Regions from separate parts of the Mus musculus genome. Here region 2 is linked to region 1. Evidence: chromatin contacts called from public HiChIP or PLAC-seq data. All regions are on one chromosome and are shown on one strand. The core of a region is the stretch at or near the end of the contact, and the rest is flanking DNA. Distances in the headings are between cores, read along the strand shown.

Evidence for each region. HiChIP or PLAC-seq counts read pairs in DNA pulled down with a chosen protein or histone mark.
Region 2: an H3K27ac HiChIP or PLAC-seq map of embryonic stem cells shows a contact between it and region 1, with 2.6 times the contacts expected there. The contact joins the promoter of Cdcp2 here to the enhancer-like site in region 1. A contact is called at or near these places in 3 of 39 promoter capture datasets (embryonic stem cells, hematopoietic stem and progenitor cells and neutrophils), 1 of 484 Hi-C or Micro-C datasets (bone marrow-derived macrophages), 3 of 115 datasets of contacts at active chromatin or transcription factors (embryonic stem cells and stem cell-derived neural progenitor cells) and 3 of 9 other capture datasets (adipose tissue, embryonic stem cells and pancreatic islet).

The regions. Positions count from the first base shown.
Region 1 is chr4:106,705,980-106,710,077 of GRCm38.p6, forward strand. It overlaps Mroh7 (maestro heat-like repeat family member 7), which reads right to left. Exons shown (of 24, transcript NM_001126487.1): 6 at 3,979-4,058; 7 at 3,608-3,737; 8 at 2,492-2,587; 9 at 1,772-1,876; 10 at 1,480-1,615. Among named protein-coding and RNA genes, the nearest start is that of Mroh7, 20 kb to the right of the region's middle. Within about 2 kb of position 2,187, at least 49 of the 459 cell types and tissues checked have an H3K27ac peak or open chromatin away from gene starts, as enhancers often do. A contact at or near this core is called in embryonic stem cells, where this site is marked.
Region 2 is chr4:107,094,672-107,098,769 of GRCm38.p6, forward strand. It overlaps Cdcp2 (CUB domain containing protein 2), which reads left to right and starts at 2,220. Exons shown (of 4, transcript NM_172873.3): 1 at 2,220-3,115. The coding sequence starts at 3,037.

The DNA.
Region 1 (4,098 bases), core at 937-3,436:
CCAAATGTGGATTCAATTAATCTGGGTGTCTCACATCTCCAGCCACCATTGGCAGCCTCGCTTTGGACTATACTCTCCCTGTCCTAGGGCTAATCAACATTATAGCCTACCGAAGCTAGAGAGATAGCTCAGTGGTTAAGAGCAGTAACTGTTCTTCCAGAGGTCCTGAGTTCAATTCCCAGCAACCACATGGTGGCTCCTAACCAAATGTAACGGGACCTCTTCTGGTGTGTCTGAAGATCGCTACAGTGTATTTATATACATTAAAAAGACCCGGGCAGTGGTGGCACACACCTTTAACCCCATAATCCCAGCATTTGGGAGGTGGAGGCAGGTGGATTTCTGAGGCCAGCCTGGTCTACTGAGGGCTACACAGAGAAACCCTGTCTCAAATATAACCCCCACCCCCCAAAAAAAGACACACTGTAGCCTACTTTTCACCCACCTGTTTAAAAGACATGCATGCCTCCAGGCCAGTGGAGAAATCTCTTAGGAAACATTGCCCCACATGCTAGCAATGAGAAAGAATAGGGACCCCAGACATATCCCAGAAAGTGGGGGGCACGAAGAGAAGAGAGTTCTATTCGACAAGCACCTATGACATGGGACCCTGAGCTGATCTCTTCCCATGAACTCGTTTGAAGAATACCATTTAATATTTCAAAAAGCACTCAACCATAATCCTGTAACAGATGAGAAAATCTAGAAAAATATACAGAAGAGGTCACTCAAGCTGGGAAAGTCGAGAGCCAAAACCAGGTGTGACATGCAGGCCACTCTGCCTTCAGAGTCAGGAGAAACTAGGAAACCAGCCAAGGTTTCCTGGTTGATATAGAATCGGGACTAAGGAGAAAGAACGGCAGGAGGTTGAAGGCAGCCTGGAAACCATCTCATGAGCTCCCTGAAACCTAACCTCAGGCTGTGCTTTCACTTACAGGCTCCAGACTCTAATGTAGGACCTGGTCTTCATTAGGTCCTATGCATATTCACTGAATAAGACCATATGCCAGCCCATGGCTAGACTCAGAAAGAACAGAGAATCCTGCCTTACCCTCATGGCATTACAGTCTAGTAGGAAAGACAGACAAAGGAAGAAGACATCAGGGCCATCATACCTAGGTGCACATGGTACATTAGAAGGAGAAATCAAGGTTGGAACAATATGGGAAAGCTTAGCCAACTGAAGGACAGCTCCTGTCGTGATAGAGTTGTTGTCTAACAGGGCAGTACATGCCTGTAGTCCCAGTACCTGAGACGCTAAGTCAGGAGGATTAAAAGTCAGGGGCCAGAGCTTAAAAACAAACAAACATGAAAAACAATGGCTAGTTTGTACCTCTGCTCCTGGTTCCATGGAGATAGGAGTTTCCCATCAGCTCCTAATCCCCATCTGACCCATTCTGCCTGCCTCCAACTGCCCAGCCGTACCACCATGCTCCCCTCCCTAGCTGTGCAGTGGCTAGGGACCTGACTTGGGCATACGTTTCTGGAGATCCAGGATGGTGTAGAGGATGGTGATGCCGTCCAGAGCCTCCCGTCCGATCTCCTCATCAGGATCCCCGATTCGAAGAAGGAGCCTCCCCAGCAGAAGACCCAGTGTTGGGAAGCCCGAGGATATCTGTGAGTGTCACAATCACAGGGAGGGAGTCTATAGCTACATAGTGCAGGGCAAGAAGACCTGCCCAGCTGCAGAAGATCAACTGAGAAGTCACCGGAATGCCCCCACCCCCGAACACCCACTAAGAATGGCAGGGTCACACCCAGGAACACTCACTAAGAATGGCAGGGTCACAAGTGTGTGGTTCAACACAGAGACGTTGCTGTTCACAGCCCGAGCCCGCTCGTGGGCCTTCCCAGAGTTCATCCAGGGCCCTAGGGGCTGTGGGGACAAGGGAGAGATTCTGCTACCATTGTCTGCCAGCCCCTGCTGTCTGTGGGTAAGTCAGTAATCTGCAAGAAGCTTCCAGAAGAAGAAAGAAGGCAATTTGCCACCGTCTTCCTTCTCTTCCTGAGGATCAATGACAGGTGGGGTTTGAGCTGAGAAGGGGACTCAGAGCAAAGGAAGGGACGGGGTCAATGAAGAGAGAAGAGACATGGATAACAATGGAGAAAGGGGTGGGGCAAGAGCAGTGGCTGTAGGGGAATTGCAGACAGTGACTCAGGAAGCTGAGATAATAGGATCAAAAGTTCAAGGCAGTGCTGGGCAATTCAGTGTGACTGTGTATACAGATAAACAAGGAAAGAGGGAACAGGACTCTGCTGTGGCTCAGAGGTAGAGGGCTTGCCTCGCAGGTACAAGGGTTTGGGTCCAACCCTCAGCGTCACCAAAACTAAATAACAGCGTAAAATACAACATGGAAGCAGGGCACTGGCTCAGGATGACGCCACTCCTTCAGAGCCCACCTCCCACTTGTATGAAGCCATTTTCCTACTTCCTTCTCCCTTTCCCTGCTTGCCCCGTGTCGTCCCCACCCCCCCACCCCCCACGCCGCACCTCCAGGATGCTCTTCAGCCCAGTAGGAGTGGGGTCTTCAATAAAGAGGGCATTCAGAAGTTTCTGCAAGGAATCCAAGGTCTGGTAGTAAAGGATCTGTGGACAGGAGGACAGAGCTGCTGGGAGCTTGTTAGACACCACCGCCCTCTGCTGGCACGACTTGTAACTACAAGGGGCTGCCAGTTCCTTCCACAGCAAGGATTCTGGCCATGACTTTGGGCCCTCTCAGGCCACCAGCTTGAGAATCCAGAACCCAGACGCTATCTTATCTGTCTGTGTGGCCTCACCCCTACCTATTATACAGCACGCCTGTCAGAGTCCCTGTCCCCCCACCCTCCAGTCTTCAGTCACATCACTTATCATCCTGGCAGTTGGCATGGGTTCTGTACAGGTTCTCTGCCACCCTCTTCCAGGAAACCACGTGCTCCATCCACCCTAGGCCATGTTCCTCATCCCATACTCTTTTTGATACCCCATGGTTTATGCTTGCAGCACTGACTACTGCGGAGATTTTTGGGTACTGGGTTCTTTGATGGCATCCATCTCCTCCACCGTCACACTACTGCGAGACTACCGTAGTGACCTGGAGAGGAACATGGCTAATACCTGCTGAGAGAAAGGGTAGCCGAACAGCTGGACCCCCCCTCTCACTCAACATCCCGCTTGACCCTAGCTCTCCTTGCATCTTATACCTTAGTATCCCCTGCTGTGGTACCTCCAGGAATGATTCTGCAGAGACTTAAAGATGCTCACCAAACCCCCTTTGAGGCTCTGTTCTCCAGGTCTCTGCCCAGTTTCCCCCAGTCTTCTTCCATAGAGCACAGTCCTCAGTACTACCCTCTTATCCTGCCCACTTCCTACGGCCTTACAGCATCTATCTATATCCCTGATACAGGACAGGGCCCTCCTAAGGAAGCCATTACTGCAACAGTTCACCCTTCTGCTGAATAGCTATCAAGTATCTGTTCAGACTGTCGCAGGTGACGTGAGGTGCTCCGGGCCACTCAGCCAAGGAGTAAGGGAGACCATCTATAGAAAGCCCCCACTCACCCCTGAACCTTGTCCCTTCTGAGGATGTCCCCAAACCTAAAGCCGAACCAGGAGGGTCCAGCTCACCTGGATGACTTCGGCCTTGGACTCGTCCTTCTCCTGCATGGCCTGCACGGAGGGCAGTGAGAACACGCTCCGCACACAGGTGTTCACCAGCTCCACCCTCTCCCGCACGCTCAGGATAGGCTTGGTGTGACTGAGAGAGACAGGATGCCAGGTGTGGAGTGAGGGGGGGGGCAGAGGATGCAGCATGGGGAAGGGGACACCTGACTTAGGGAGGGTCACCCGAGATTAGATCCACAGGAGAAGGTGGGGTGTGAGCAACGGGTGTGGAAGTATCAGGGTCCACAGGGAACTGGGCAGGGGGAGAGGGAAAGGCTCGGAGTGGACAGGGGTGTGAGAAGGGGCAGAGTGTGGAAGAGAAAGGACAGGGATACCTCAGCTGTGCCAGGATCTCCATAGCCTGCCGTCGAGCAGGACTCAAAAGGGAATCCAGCGGCTCCTCCTGAATCTGTCTCTGGATGGGGACCATAGAGCCAGTGAGAGCCAGCTTGGGG
Region 2 (4,098 bases), core at 970-3,469, 390 kb after region 1:
TCCATGCATGGGCTACAGACAGAAGGGCGACTGTGCTCCAAGGAGCTTTGAAACTTGGCCCATGCTGTCCTTATGGTACATAGTTCTCAATTCACAAGTGTGGAAGGGCCAAGGTCACACAGCTAATAACTCCCACATGGTCCTACTTCTAGAAGTCTCAGGCTTAACCACTGCACTGGACCATCCTGCCACGGGGAGTGGGGGCAGGGCCTGGTTGTGGCAAAGAAGGTTTGTGTGTTTGTGTCCCCAGCATAGTCTTTTGGAAATTAGTGCTCTTATAAAAGAGACTACCCTCACTCGCACCTACCCCAGCACGCGCGCGCACGCGCGCACACACACACACACACACACACACACACACACACACACACACACTGCTTCAACTCCGAGAGCGCCTCACCTCTCTCACCACGGGAGGAGGACTCGGCCAGTTTCCTGCTTTACCAGACACGTTGGTTTTGGACTCCTGTCCTTCAGAACACTGAGGAATACACATGTACTGTTTATGGGCTGACCAGCCTGGGGTATTTCATTACAGGTGAGTAGGAGAGCAGGGTTAACAGCACGCCTTTGGCCCAGGCACACATGGGCCCAGAGGGAAAAGGGCACTCGTTGGCTGTGGGCCTCGGAACGGTTCAGAGCAGATATGTCTGCTGAGCATCTAAGATGTTTGAGATGAGGCAGAGGCAAAGATGAATGTCTTAGGTTTCTGTTGCTGTGATAAACACCAGACCCAAAGCAACGGCGGGGGGGGGGGGGGGGGGGGGAGGGTTGATTTCAGCTCACAGCTCACCGTCCATCGATGGAAGTCAGGGCAAGAGCCCAAGGCAGAGCTGGAGGCAGGGACTGAAGCAAGGGCCCTGGAGTCTTTTTCTCATCCTGTCTCCCTTCCCTCTCTGCAATCCTAGGATTGCTTCCCAAACACACTGCTCAGTCTAAGGTCTTCTTGTGGTAGCGCTCACCCCAGGACCTTGACACAAGCAGGGAGCTTCAGCTTGCTCCCCTGTCTCCTGTGAAACCTACTGTGTGTTGTGCTGGCTGAGAGGCTATGTGCAAGTGAACAGCACCCCAGTAAGTGCCCATTTATCACTCTGCCTGGTTTTCACTCATAAACCATCATTATTTATTATTATTATTATTATTATTATTATTATTATTATTGACAGAGTTTCTCCTCTGGCTGTCCTGGATTATTATTATTATTATTATTGACAGAGTTTCTCCTCTGGCTGTCCTGGAACTCACTCCATAGAACTCAGAGGTCTGCCTGCCTCTGTCCCGTGAGTGCAGGGACTGAAGTCACGCACCACCATCTCCCAGCCCCCCTCATTCACACAGGCAATGCTTGATAAGCAGCTTTACTTCTAAGCCTGCCCAGCAAGTTCCTTGCTTTTCCATCCTGCTCCATGGAAAAGCCAGTCTCTCTGCTCTGACCATTCCTGATGCCCTTTGCTGAACACCTTCCAGGTGGCCTCCTCTGCCAGCAGCCTAGGGCTCCCCTGGGACTGCCTGACAAAAGGACGGGCCAGAGGCGACATGTGCTCTGGCAGATGGACAGCTGGGTTCCTCTTGGGTAGATAAAAAGCGTACTTGTTGTGGTGTGGTGAGCCAGGCTGGTAAGACATCCGTTCCTGGTCTCATTTAATCCTACCGGAGAATAGCAGGCTGCAACTACCTCTTTCTGTGGAGGAAGCTGGGCCTCAGAGAGAATGTCTCACTTTCACAGACCCCTCAACCTGGCGGTAGGGCAGCCAGGACTGACTTCAAGCAATCAGAAACCACAGGCCAGGCTCTGCCCTTCCTAGGAAAGTGGGCACCTGTCCCATTTCTCATCAGTGCCCCCAGGCCTAGAACAGGCTCTGCACAAATGCAACGATTAGAAATAAGGGGGTAGGGGGCTGGGAAGAGATGGTGAAGTCATTTCCACACTCACATTGAGGACTTGAGTTTGATCCTTAGCACCTATCCACCCCAGTAAAGAATTTCAAGCATTTATTTCAGCAGTTGGGAGGTAGAGGCAGCCAGATCCCTGGGGCTCATGGATCAATTCTAGATTCAATAAGAGACTCTGTTTCAAAAATCAAGGTGGATGGTTTCTGGCAAACAGCACTCAAAGTTGGTCTTTGACCTCCACACATCTGTACCCCCCTCTCACCCACACCCACCCCCGTGGGATGGGCTGACTCAAAGGGAAAGACTCCTGGAGGAAAAACCAGATCCCATTTGCTGCTGGACACAGCTCCCCTCAGGACTCTTCTGCAGTCCCAGCTCCCAGCACAGAGCCTGGATGCAGAGCCCTGTAAATGAGTCTCGCGAACCAGTGAAGGCACGGTTCCTGCTCTGGCCACACAGCAGGCTGCGGCCCACGGCTATCACATTAGAAGACTCCCAAGTGCCGATGCTGCTGTTCCTGATGCACTCCCGTCATCAGCCGTCCACAGCTCCTTCTCCGTCCCTCTGAGCTGAGTTCTCACATTGGAAGGAAGCTTGTTCTGTCTGTCCCGAGAACCGTAGGCTCCTTTTGACTCCCTCGGGAGTGGAGAATGGGGAAAGACAGGCGTATGCGCCAGCTGAGCACTAGCTGCATACGTTAGCACGTGCAATCTCATTTCTTTTTCCCAGTAGCCCCAGAAGCAGGGCTGCATGGCTGTGCCAGCTGGATCAGAAGGCCAAGAGGGAGTGAAATGGCTTGATCAGGATCCCCTGGCCAGTGGGAAGCTGAACTGGGATAGATCTGGCCCTGGAATTTAGAGGCCCTTTCTCCACTGTCTTCTTCCAGGCCCAACCTGCTTCCCCTTCCTGATACAGGGTGGCCATTGCAGTTCTCAGTAAGTGTCAACCTGGTGACACCAGATCCGTCACCTCACTGAGGAGTGGAGGAAGCTAGGATCCGTTTACTAATTCAAGGGCCCAATGAATTATTCACACCACCATTTACTTGGAGGCCCTTCCAGCCTCACCTCTCTTTCCCCTCTCAGACCCTTGGATCCTGACCCCTGAACTCAGCCTTTGGTGCAGGGAGCCCCTGGTGAGGAGATGCTAGCTGAGCTGGGGGCCTGCCTACTGCTGGCAATGGTACTGTTGGACTCCGATCCTGGGACCCAAGCCATGGAAGGTAGGTGATCTGGCCACTCACAACGGGGCTGATGGGAGGAGGGTGCAGAGGAAGCAGGGGCTCAGGAAGCCCCAGCCAGAAAGCAGGGGCCACTTTGGAGACCCGGCTGAGTTGAATGTGTGCTGGCTCCTGAGACGTGACTTCTCCAGATGAAGGAAAACAGGGCTCGAGCGAGGGCTTAGGTACAAGGCCACACCATTGTGGCTCATGAAGGGAGTGGCTCAGAGGTGCGGAAGGTCCGCCCACCTCGGGAAGGACCCTCTGAGATCTGGGAGCCCGCCCGCGCCTCCTGCTGCAGCCCGCGGTGCCAGCTTCCTCGCGGTGCCATTTGGTGCCTCTGGTGCTCTGGCTCCAGTGTGTCTGTGTCCTTGCTGGGAACCACGAGGTTCTCTTTCTAAGAATGCCTTGTCCTGCTGTCCCTCTGCCTGGGAAAAAGTTTTTCCTGAAGTTTCTTAGAAGGATTCTGTTTCTCTCTCTCTCTTTTTTTTTTTTTAAAGATTTATTTATTTATTATATGTAAGTACACTGTAGCTGTCTTCAGACACTCCAGAAGAGGGCGTCAGATCTTGTTACAGATGGTTGTGAGCCACCATGTGGTTGCTGGGATTTGAACTCCTGACCTTCGGGAGAGCATTCGGGTGCTCTTACCCACTGAGCCATCTCACCAGCCCTGTTTCTCTTTAAAATAAGTTTCCAATTACATTTATTGTGTGTGCAGGGGGCGTGGGCAGAGGGCGCATGCACACGGGCATTCTGCATCCACGGGGGTCAGAGGGCACGCAGTGGGTCAGAGGGCACGCAGTGGGAGCTGCTTCTCTCCTTCCACCACGTGTGTGTGGGGGTGGGGGGTGGGGAATTAAATTCAGGTGGTCAGGCTCAGTGGTGAGATCCTTTATCTCTGTTCACCCTTAAAGTTTAAGTCATGTCACTTCCTCCGTGAAGTCCTCCCCATCCTTGGTTGGCCTCTGATGCCCCTTCCCCAG